Regions from separate parts of the Bombyx mori genome. Here region 1 is linked to region 2. The links are chromatin contacts, called in public Hi-C maps. All regions are on one chromosome and are shown on one strand. Each heading gives the region's core, a stretch centred on a gene start, on an enhancer-like site or on the middle of the called end of the contact. The rest is flanking DNA. Distances are from core to core; before and after follow the strand shown.

Region 1 (5,831 bases), core at 1,873-4,372, 100 kb after region 2:
TTATCGTTAAGAAACAACAAATCGATTACTTTGTGAATAAAAATTGTTCTCCAATCTAGAGCAATAATGACAATGCATTTAACAGGTAGCTCTGTTATAACACGATATTTTACAACGCGGTTCCATTTTAACACGGAAGGAAAAAATTCCCCAAAATCTTCTTATAACACAGTATTTCTACAACACGAGATTTTTGTTTAAAAATTCTTTAAAAAAATACATTATGCTTTATGAACCCAACATTTAAGGGAATAACCGAAATTTTACCGCTTATTTTTAATAGGTAAATAAATACATACGGGCATAGTTGAGATGATTCATTCAGACAAATTACTATTCTTTTTAGTCTTATATAACACGATTTTTCACAACGCGGAACTTTGTATAAATATATCTACCGTGTTATAGAAAGGTTACTTGTATATATTACCTGCTTGTTATAAGGCGACATTTTGATAATAATTTGAATATTGAAGTGTTTTTGGTCGAACATTGTAATAACTCGTTCTTATTCAATGTTGCGTCAACGACTATTTATAAATAATTCTGTCGGAAATTCACGATTTATTTACAGGTTTTTTTTTGTTATATAAAATACCTGTTATCAAAACGAAGGAGACAAAGTAAAATCGCATTAAATATTGACGCCAAAATATAATCACTCGTTTTTAAGCAAAGAGTACTGTTACTATGATTACAACCTGTTTTTTTTTTTTTTTAGTTAGTTCAGTGAATAATAATTTTAAATGAACAAAGTAAATGATTTTAGATAGTTTTTATATTTCGTTTAATAATTTAATAATGGAAGCGTTGTAAAATTCATCGTTCTTCATAAAAGTGCTCTGGTTTTTATATACCGATTACCTAATACGGATATTGCATAAGTATGAGTCATCATAAGAGTTCTCAAAAAAACAAAACCGTTTAAAATCAACCGTAAATCTTACTTTTGATTCTCGTTTAGATATTTCGCGTCTCCCAACGTATATGCTCATTGTAAAAATCTATAAATCTTAAACTTATAATAAACAAGGCATGAAATTTCACTAACGCTCTTAGGTCGGATCGTAGGCGCATAATTAATTTGAAGAATGGCCAAATATCTACCTAGCTAATGGAGCAGAATTATTGAGGGACTGATCTTTTCAAACTTAAAACAAAAAGTTAATAATGACGCGTCAAACATTACACAACAAAAAGAACAAACAACATCCGATCGTAAACAAAAAACCAAATTTTATAAGCGCATCGTTCGAAAAGATCCGTTTCAATATTGGGACTAGGCGTCGGGGTAACTTTCTTAGCGGAACGTAAATTGTAAAATAGAAGCACCAATCGAGTAATAATAGTTAAGCGTCAACACAGGCATGCCACAAAAAAAAACACTAAAGAAAGTAACCCCGTTTCCTAAAATAATTATTCGACATTAATATCATAAAATTGGTTAATTCCTTTATTCATTGTCAATAGTATACAACCTTGGCGCTTGTTCGCTTCAACATGGCCGTCGCACGCACACATACACAACAACTAGCGCGTGTGTGGTCACCGCACATGCCACAGACCGAGGTTAAGTACACTGAGCCGAGGCAACTTCACGATATGGTCCAAGCCTTGCGGAGTTATGCCCGTGCAACCGTACAAATCTATCGCCTTCAAGTTCCGCAGACCCTCGCCGAGCGCCCGGAGGCCTCTGTCTGTGACCTTCGTGCATTGTCCTATATTGAGAGTTTCTAGCTGCGATAACCGGCCGACCCTCTCCAAGCCTTCGTCCGTTAGCCGACAAGCGCTTAGAGATAACGAACGCAGCCCGGACAAGCCCAGCGTCGCATGCGATAGCGCTTCATCTCCAACTTTATCACAGAACGAAACGTCGAGAGCCCTCAATCTTCCGCTCTCGGCCAGATGGGCGACACCAGCGTCGGACACTCCGTCGCAAGCCCTTAAATTAACGTCTTCTAAATGCGGCAGTCTCGCTAAATGCCTCAAGCCCGCATCGGTAACGGCTACGCAGAAAGACAGATTTATGGATTTAAGTTTAGGAAGACCTGTGGCGGCGTGTCTCAATGCTTCATCTGTTAACCTTTGGCAATCTTGCAAGCCCAAATGCTCGAGTTCTGGAGTTCCCCTGGCTTCCCCTCCGCCGCACAGGTGGGCGATTCCGGCATCGTTAACGTGCCAACACGACCGCAGGTTTAATCGACGGAGATTCCTAAGTCCCCATGCTATTAACAGCAGACCTGTATCCGTAATGTTGCAGCAACCGCCTAGCTCTAGTTCTTCCAAGTTCTTTAACGATTGAGCGATCCTTCCGAGCGAAGAGTCCGTTACCTGTTTGCAAAGTGATAAATCAAGTCTTTTCAATGCCGGCAGTTCGGCAGCAAACGCGCTGGCTAGTGCTGCGTCAGTGACGCTGTAACATCCACTCAAAGACAACGATTCTAGCCCAGGTAAAGATGCGACTGCGTCTCTTAAGCCTCTTCTAAGTGACAATACTTGTAATTTTCTTACTCCACGTCTAGCTAAGGATGCAAACAGTACAGGAGCAGGTCTCCGTAGATGCAGAGCGGCTTCTACGCCACGCCAAACAGATCTTCGATCAGCTGCGTCCCTCCACGCGCGACAAACTTGTGCAGCTCGGCCCCTGTCTCGCACCGGTAGTCTTTCAAATATAAGCGCCAACAACTCTGGATACAGCCTCGAGATGTGAGTTCCCTGAGGCTCAGTCGGGGGCTCGGACACGTGAGCGGAAGGCAAATGCGGCCGGTGTAGTCTGTAAGGCGCGCTACGATGTTTTCTCCTCGTCGTCGTGCTCGGTAACTCGGTAAGGCCAAGCCGTTCGTCCCGCCAGGACAACATTTCCTCAGTCCACGCACTCATTGTGGCGACACTGCACACTTTAACATGTCACGATGCATCGGACCGGTTTTCGGAGAAACTCGTGTGGATGGGAGAGCGCGCGACGCACGTCTACCCCGCGCGACTGCTCCTCGTGTACTGTGGGTTGGTGGAGAGCGGCCGCCCCCTGCAGTCCCCGCGCTGGCCCCGCTGCCGCCCGCGCGCGACTATTGGTCGCGGTTGACGGCACGTGACGCGCGTCGTATCGATTCGGAGGCTCTGCGGCGGCATTTTTAAGTTGGCGGGCCGAGAACCCGCCTTCGTCCCGCGCGAACCCCGCTACCCGCACCTCATAGATTAAGTGCACCAACAGACTGTTCATCCTTATATTTCATACTTCCAAACAGCACAACTTTTCCTTTGCAATCTTGAACATGATTAATAATGTAGAAATAAATATAAAAGCGTTTCTCGAACTTAACTTAAAAATAAAAAGTAAAAGTAAAAAAAATGAGAAAAACTTACTGAATAAAGTAAATTTAATTAATTAATTAAATTTGTATGAACAAATCAGTTATACATGCTTATAAGCTATATTTAATAGATACATACTTGTAATATTATCTTTATCTATCTTTAAAAAGTATTGACTGACGTCACAAAGGATTACTTGATGCAATAATAAGTCTGTTTAATATGTTGAAGTAATCCCAATACTAATTCGTGCATTGAAGTTCTGATGGCCTTAAATATACTAATCACAACTGAGAATGTTTCCACCCGCCACATGAGCTAGTTGTCAGTTTCAGTCGAATGTCGTGTGAATAATAACTTAAATTAAGATTAATAGCTCTAATCTAATGGTGATTGGCGATTCTGATTATGTTACTACGAGGTCACTGTCATCATTTTTACTAACTTACTTACAAACGCCTTTTTGAAAGTAACGTATTTATTAGTATCATCCACTACGGATACTAGCCGACGAAACCATATAGACCTGATTTTTTATTTATTTGACCAAGGTAAATACATTGATGAATTATTCTTCAGCTTACATCGGAAGGTGAACCATAATCTTCATAACGTATCTAGGTTGCCATCCAGTACGGCAATACAACAGTCTCGAACTTGCGTCTTTGCATAAGAAAGGAACCATGATAGCGAAACACAATGATTATGAGTGAATACATTATACACGCTCTAAAATTAACTATGATTCTTTAATATTTATTTTTAAAAGCAAAAACTTACTTCAACCAATCTTTAACAAGAGATTAGTAATGATAAAAAAAAGATGTCTTTAGGAGTCAAATTTTGTTAGGCAATGTCTAGAAATAACGTTTACATCCATACTCTTTGTTACGAGTGATAAGGCGGCAAAACAAGTCGGCGCGCCGTATATTTTCGTTCTCGCTGCACTTGCCGACGACTTTTGTCCAGATAAGAAAGACTCATGTCAACTATTCAAAAGCGCTTTATTACAACGGCATACAGCAACGGGAGGCCGTGACAGGGGCCAAGATAAATTAGTTTTTTGATAACACCAGCCAACTATTACAAGGGCGACCGGTTGCAAGCGTTCCAAATATTAATTTCGAATTCAAACGTGTTCCAGAATGAAACGCGGTCTGGTCGAGGGACAACGGACGTTTTGAAATTAACGGCACATAAAAAAGAAAAAGAAAACTTGAATTTTGTTCGGAATTTTTAGAACTTTGCAATAGTAGTTATCAAAATGAGATTTTATAATTTTATTTTAAAAATTTGAAATGTATCTATGAGTCAGTGACGCCATACTGTTTTAAAATTTTAATTTGTTTTTTGTTGCGTCTGCATTTTCCTTGACTGAAGAGTAGGCGATATACTTAGCTATATAGACGTAATAAAATATTTGTAAGAGGCTAGATCGGATCGGATGCCTTTGTTTAGATACGCATAGTTAAAACAGTTGAATACATTTTTTTTCTATGTTTATAAACCGATTTTCTTTTTATTTGTTTTGTATATATTGATGAGTGTAAATCTAATGAGATCTAAAGAAAGAAAGACTGGATGTGGTCATTTTATTTTGCTGTCATTAACAAAGCATGAAGTCTAATTTGGATCGCCTTTGGAGCATTGTTATGTTAACTGCTGCCCGAGCGCGACCTAACAACTCAAGAGCAGCTGCTTCGCGAATGAATCTACTACGGGATCGGAATCGCGACCCGCTGAGAAGATCCGGCGGGAAACTCAGCGGGCAGATGGTTAGGTTAGGTTGCACGTCGACCTCTTTGTCGAGTTCGACGAGTGCGGTTACCGGGGTCCCTGCTCCTAGTGTTAGAGCTGAAGGCGTGAACCTGAAACCTTGTTCTCCCACAGTTCGTTTCTAGAGGACCACGACCGGCTTCTGAATGAATTTCGTAAGTCGCGGGTTTTATCTAGCACAATAATATATCTTGGGCTTATCATTTAAGCGTGTCTTTATAGTTTTCAAACCACATTTATTTGCTTCTCGCCCGGTGACGCTGATATGGTCTCTCAAGACCATCAGCTTAGGTAGGAAAAAAACAAAAAGATAAAACGAAATGGGGGTCAGTCGTCTCACGGTAAGGCAGCTCGCGGCGTGCTACCTAAATCGCCGATTATTTAGATACCCCTCAAAAGAGTAGGACCTACCTTCAATACCGTCTTTACCATAAGGGCACACGGGGCCCGTGCCCAGGGCCCCCATTCTCAAGGGGCCCCGAAAGACCGACAATTTCTCTCACACGTTTATTCTCAAAACATTTTTGTCGGGCACATTACACTTTTTTCACAAATCAGTATTCAGAAGGTATTTACAAGGCATATACTATGCCTGTAATAGAAGATTTTGCTCAACAGAAATCCCGAAAGAAACCGTTATCGAAATCGTAACCAAAAAACCAGCAGCATTCTAATATCATTAATGACATATTATATCATACTGTATTTGATTACCTATAATAAATTGTCTCATACTCAGTAAA
Region 2 (6,251 bases), core at 575-3,074:
GACCGTATACTTATTTAGTCGAAATAACAATAATTAAAAATGGTATTATATTAAAATATAAACTTAGTTACATACTTGTTACGTATTGTAAGCTGTGGGATCGTATTGTTTCACATGTAACGGACGCTGAATAAAAAAAATACATGTTCTTTGAATATAATATCTTCATATACGGAGTTTTATGTTTTATTCTTAATTCTTTGACTGATTCATCATTATCATCAGCCTAATTACGTCATCGTTGAGCTTAAGCGTCTCCTACTACGCTACTTAGACAATAATATTATAATTACAAGTCTCACTAACAATGAAAAAAATTCGGAGTAAAATATTTGAGGTTAGGTTATGTTAGGTTTAAAGGCTTGTCAGAATTGTCAAAGAGGTTGCCCCTATAATCTGTGGCATCAGCCTAATTCGGTCATCATTGAACTTAGCGTCTCCTACGACGCTGTATAGACAATGTTATTATCACACGTCACTTAAAATTTTCACGCAAATTATTTGAGGCTAGGTTAAATTAGGTTAGAAGCCGATCAAAAGGACTATTCTTATCATCAGTTCATACCAGAGGATCGAATGGTAAACAGTCGCCGTCGCCCCAAACACGTCATTTCAGATCCTCCCGATTCACTATCGGTGCTATTATATATCCTCAATAATTAACCCACCATTAATTAACCCACAGACACAGCCCACTGAGTTTCTCGCGGGATCTTTTCAGTAGGTCGCTTTTCCGATCCGGTGGTAGATTCTACGAAGCAGGCTAGGGCTAGTATTAGCAACGTCCCAGGTTAGAGCCCCGTGAGCTGACCTACTGGTTAGGTGAATCCGTCAAGTGGTCACCGTCGCCTATGGACTTCAGCAATGCCAGGGACAGAGCCAAGCCGCTGCCTACCGTTAAGTACTCTCCACAAGCTTCGTGTGAAGAAGAACATTTTATAGCGCTCGGGAAACACCGTAGATAAGATAATAGTAAGAGGGAGTTCATTCAAAAGCCAGACGATGCGTGGTAAGAAAGGTTTCTGGAAATGCACTGTGGATGAACGCAGCGGTTCTATGTATAGTATAGATCAGCGGCTCCCAAACTTATTTTGTCTACCACCCACTTTGAGAATAAATTGTTTTAAATGCCCCCATTTTTTCTTACTACTACTACTTTTACTACATTTTTTAGTACCACTATATAAACATAAACACGTAAACCACTATAGCGAGAGCTCAGTCGGTGTCTATGAGTCTTCCTAGATGTTATTACTAATCGCCTCCCTAGCCTCTACACAACGCCCCCATTTTTTTGTGGCTCCCCTAACCGCCCCCCCCCCCCCTTAGGGCCTTCAGCGCCCACTAGGAGACGTTATCGCCCACTTTGGGAAAGGTTGGTATTGATGAAGTCTACTCCGCTTGCAGAAGTGCGAAGATAAAAATGACATGACAGGATCATCTCAAATAATACCACAGACACCCACAAAACATTTAGAAAAAGGGAACCGAAATTTCTCCGTAGACCCAGAAGTATCCTGAAGCTATTTTTGAAGCTTGGACAGTAACTTAGACAGTAAGTACTTTGTGGTCAATCAGCATTTTTTATATGAAAATCCTCCACGGGAAAGTTTCATTTTCAGACAGATTTTTTATATTTATTTACTATCATAATAGAGGTGCCAAATTGTAGAATGCTTACGGATATTAACCAGTGCGAGTATTATAATATCTTTACCTTGGTATTTGATATTGGAAGCTTTCTATTTTAATGAAACAACGCCACCTATTGTTCAGTAGTGGAACGACTACGAATGAGAGAAACACAAAATCAAGTTGATGGTATTTGTTGCAATTTAAATCTACTGAACTATAGATGTCGCTGTATACGAAACCGTGACTAACTGTTTTTATGGTCTATGTTTTTAGATTTAAATTGATTAAACAGAGCATTCCCAATTGGTCAATGAAAATAAATTTCGTTACATTCAGTACTTTTACAATTGTGTTATTTTTTTATTTTTTATGGGGTAAATCTAAATAGTCGTCAAGACGAGCTCTTGGCATAAAGTTGTTGGGCCTCACAGAATTCATGACGTTCACAATTCATTCAATAGTTAAGGACTTGCTTAACCTTCAAAGCAAGAATGCATCAAACCTTCAAAGCAAGTTCGCGCCAAAAATATGTAGGATAGCTACACGTGCGAGTTTACAATACGCCGTATAGGTACATAAAGGAAGCAAAAAACTGTTCAAAATTCGTTCAAATGACTCATATACTGCGTTCTCGATTCAAAATATTTTTTTCGTAATAAAGTGAAAGTTTATTTGTCATTTGCATAGCAACACGTCCAGCTGTCGACAAACGCCAATTGCCGCGGAAGTGCGTCGCCGGAAACAGGTGTGTTCCGCTCAGTATGACTCCGGGATACTCTAAAAAAAAACAATTCAACAAGCTCTTATTGCTATGGTAATAAGAATGAAAATTCTAACCTTGAAAATGTCCATGACAAATATTGTTTGCTATTCAAAACACCATAACACAATGGTATAAGAGTGAGAATGCATGATTTGAAATGTATAACTTACATTGTCCCGGTACTTCAGTGCGTTGCACTGCTGAGACAATCGAGCGACACCACGGTATACCGTAACTCAAGCGGTTAAGATTCATTTTAGTACCGCAAAAGTTGATAATTTTTATTTCTTTTTGGTATCAGCTGTCAAAGTTCGTGACTTGATAATTTTGATGTTTATGCCATATAGATTAAGGTTAAAATAGCAATTACATAGTGTAAATTTGCATTTCTCGGTCAGTTAGTGTGTATATAAATATCCTATTTTTTATATATTTAAATCTGTTAAGTCATTTTACATTTTTATGCTGATGATCATAACTGCTTTATTAAATTAACAAAGTATGTCCTTGAGGCATTGTAACCTCTAATTTAATTACATAACGTCTGATGTTTAATAACTCAGCATCGCATTAACGGTGTGCTATTTTTCGAAACAATAATTTAAAGCTACAACGTGAATACAGATGTTCACTTTGAGACATGGCTTTCGACGGTAGGTATTATCAAGAGCGCTTACAAAAATATTACTTAACCTTCAAAAAGAAACATTAAAATTTATCCGCATCCGTGTCATATTATTTTGAAAAAAAAAAAAAAGAATGAAATCGTTTTCCTAGCCGTTGGCCTAATCGTCAAAAATGCGGTCTCGAAAAATGAGGTAACTAAGTTACAAAAAAAAAATAATTTAAATCGTTTTAAAATTTAACAAAACATTTATTATAGCTATACTAAACCCGATGTCCGAAGTCGTTCTGGACCTGTTATTATGCAATTTACAACAATTCACAAACGATCGGAGCGATTCGAGAAAAAAAATTTACCAAAGAACTATCTAGAACTATAATATTCTGTTTCGATTTAATTTGAATGTTTTTATTGCTGGCTTCTCGTTTGATACTCCTTTAATTCAAGTACGTACATTATTAATATCTATATTATATTTATATACTTAATAGTTTGTTGGTTTGAACGCGCTAATCTGAGGAACTACTGGGCCGATTTGAAAAACTCTTTCAGTGTTAGATAGCCCATTTATTGACGAAGGCTATGCAACATCACGGTAAGACCAATACAAGTGGAGCACTAATAAATAATGTTTCAAAATATTTTCACTTTCTACGCAAATTAAGTGGAGGGTACAATTTTGCGTTATGCCAAAGTAGCTGTTCTACGCAGACGGAGTCGCGGGCAAAAGCTAGTGTAATATAAAATGGATATTTTGAATTTAGAACGTAGAATAATTAAACATGAAACAGGAAGGCGATGCTTAAATATGTATTTTTTTTAGAATTTATTTAAATATTTCCAATACAGTTGACACTTCTATCTGACGTCACAAGATGGACGTCAGCTTAGTGTTGCAATGTTTATAATCGTTTACCTATGCAAAGCAAAATAATAAATTTCGAATTCGATTCCGAATGGTGTCTAAAGACTGAACATTTACGGGAATCTATCACCAGATCGTGCCGGATCGAACTAGCCCGAAGCGATATCGCATCGTGGAACAGTGGGACCGCGTTATTATCCTAATTACGGCGCCGATAGCCTGTGTTTTCGGGAGAAATGCACAAGATTTGACGGTAAAAAACAAAAGGCTATAACTTAGTAGACTTTATATGGGTAAGCTATTTTCTATATCAAAACATATTATCAGTAATGTCTAGTAGGGGAAAGCTTCTATTTGAAAATCTTAGCTGTTCAATTGGCATTACTTTGTTACAAGAAGTCACGTTTCATTCAGAAAAATTACTCTCTTTTAACCGACTTCAAAAAAGGAGGAGGTTCTCAATTCGACTGTATGTTTTTTATGTTTGTTACTCTCATAACTTTTGACTGGGTGAATCGATTTTGATGATTCTTTTTTTATTAGAAAGTTGACGCTTGCCATTTTAATTTAGCCCAGTTCTGACAATGATATCCATGAGAAAACCTTAAAAGTCTTAAATTTTCATTAAATGCGTTCGCGACAAATAGATGAATAACCCAAGAACTCAATATCACGTCAACCGATTTCGATGATTATTGTTTTTAGTGTATATTAATTTGTTTTAGAATATCTTTTTTTTAAAGCATGTCTATTTACAATTATTTGTACTGGCTTCTAGTCTCATATAACACGGCTTCGCACAACACGGGACTTTGTGGTAACGTATGTACCGTGTTATAGCAGGGTTGCCTGTACTTAAACAAAAAAAAATCTGAAACTTTTTCGTTTATTTCTAAAACAGTGACATCACTGGCAACATAAAATATGCATTTTTGGATTCTATCGATATCCAAGTTGGTGTGCGCCGTCGAGAGCAGTGTTTAACATAACGCTGGCGAAACTGGACCCGACCGGACTGTATAGGGCGAGTTAATAGTTTTGATCGTTGCAATTGTATTTTTGGATTAACATGCTAAAATCACGCAAACCGTGAGCATATGTGGGGAAGTGCTTTTTGATTGAAGAATTACTGGTGGCCCGGAGACCTCCCTCGTTTCACCAGGACAGGTCGGCGAGCAAAGATTCAGTCAGGAGGGGCGGGATTTGCTAACAGCTGCCCGAGCGCCTTCGAAGGAGACCTAACAACTCAAGAGCAGATGCTTCGCGAATGAATCTCGGTAGGAGATTTTTTTTTCCTATCTATTCTGATAGCCTTGAGAGGCTATTTCAGCTTCTCCTCGACGTGTAGGTGAGCCCACGGGGCTCAAGCCGGAAGTGTTGCTAGCACTGGCCCTAGCAAGGTCAGCGCTTCGCAGAATCTACCACCATATCGGAATCGCCCCCCGCTGAGAAGATCCGGCGAGAAACTCAACGGGCTGATGCATGAGTTTGGTTGCACGTCCGTGCAGTACGGTTAACGGGGTCCCTAAGCCTCCAAGCCGGGCGATCAGTAATCCTTCAATCATAAAAAAAAACTAACAAAGTATCAAAACTGTTTGTTCCGCAATAACGGTATCGAGGAGACACACATACACACACACATGTGCTTATTATGTGCATTTATTTTACATACTGCATGATAATGCGTGGACGTAACGGTCGATTGGACAGCGAACTATCGATCGGGATTTTTAATTTTAACTAGCTGACCCGGTAGACTTCGTAGTGCCTCAATCGATAAATAAAAGACCTAAGCTTTTGTATAAAATAAACTTAAAACAAACAAAAGGAATCCCTGTCCGACGGGGGACACATCAAAGGAAAAACCAAATTTGTTATTTTTATGTAATTCCGAGCATTTTCATTTTTACCTACCTTCTAAACCTTCTCTGGACTTCCACAAATTCAAGAACAAAATTAGCCAAATCTGTGCAGCCGTTCTCGAGTTTTAGCGAGACTAACGAACAGCAATTCATTTTTATATATACATATAGATAGATAGATTTTTTTTGTGAAGTCCCTGACCAGAGATTTCGATAGTACAGCCAAAAAATAATGTAGTAACGCGCGTTAGACACATGAATAGTTGACATGCTCAAGCCAGGCTTATAATTCAGTATCGATATACCAATTTCGGGGTTTGGCTCTCGCATTTTTAAATGCGAAAGTAATCACTGTTATCGGGCAAGCATTCGTGTGATGAATAGTTTTGTTTGGCTCTTTGTCTGCGTTTTTACTACAAAATATATATGTTTCATTAAAAAAAGAGAGTATTTATGTATCTATGTTAGTCTCTGGCCTGTGGTACCCATAGCACAGGGAAT

What was found. A called contact is a pair of places that touch in the nucleus more often than the background predicts.
Region 1: a Hi-C map of whole pupa shows a contact between it and region 2, with 2.7 times the contacts expected there. The contact joins the promoter of LOC101745946 here to the enhancer-like site in region 2. A contact is called at or near these places in 3 of 7 Hi-C or Micro-C datasets (middle silk gland, posterior silk gland and whole pupa).

Annotation. Positions count from the first base shown.
Region 1 is chr28:5,522,783-5,528,613 of ASM3026992v2, forward strand. It overlaps LOC101745946 (F-box/LRR-repeat protein 14), which reads right to left and starts at 3,123. Exons shown (of 1, transcript XM_004923386.5): 1 at 1,441-3,123. The coding sequence starts at 2,880. The coding sequence ends at 1,546.
Region 2 is chr28:5,421,422-5,427,672 of ASM3026992v2, forward strand. LOC101745804 (early endosome antigen 1) reads left to right here. Exons shown (of 21, transcript XM_038021134.2): 21 at 1-176. Among protein-coding and RNA genes, the nearest start is that of Rybp, 38 kb to the right of the region's middle. Within about 2 kb of position 1,825, at least 8 of the 8 cell types and tissues checked have open chromatin away from gene starts, as enhancers often do.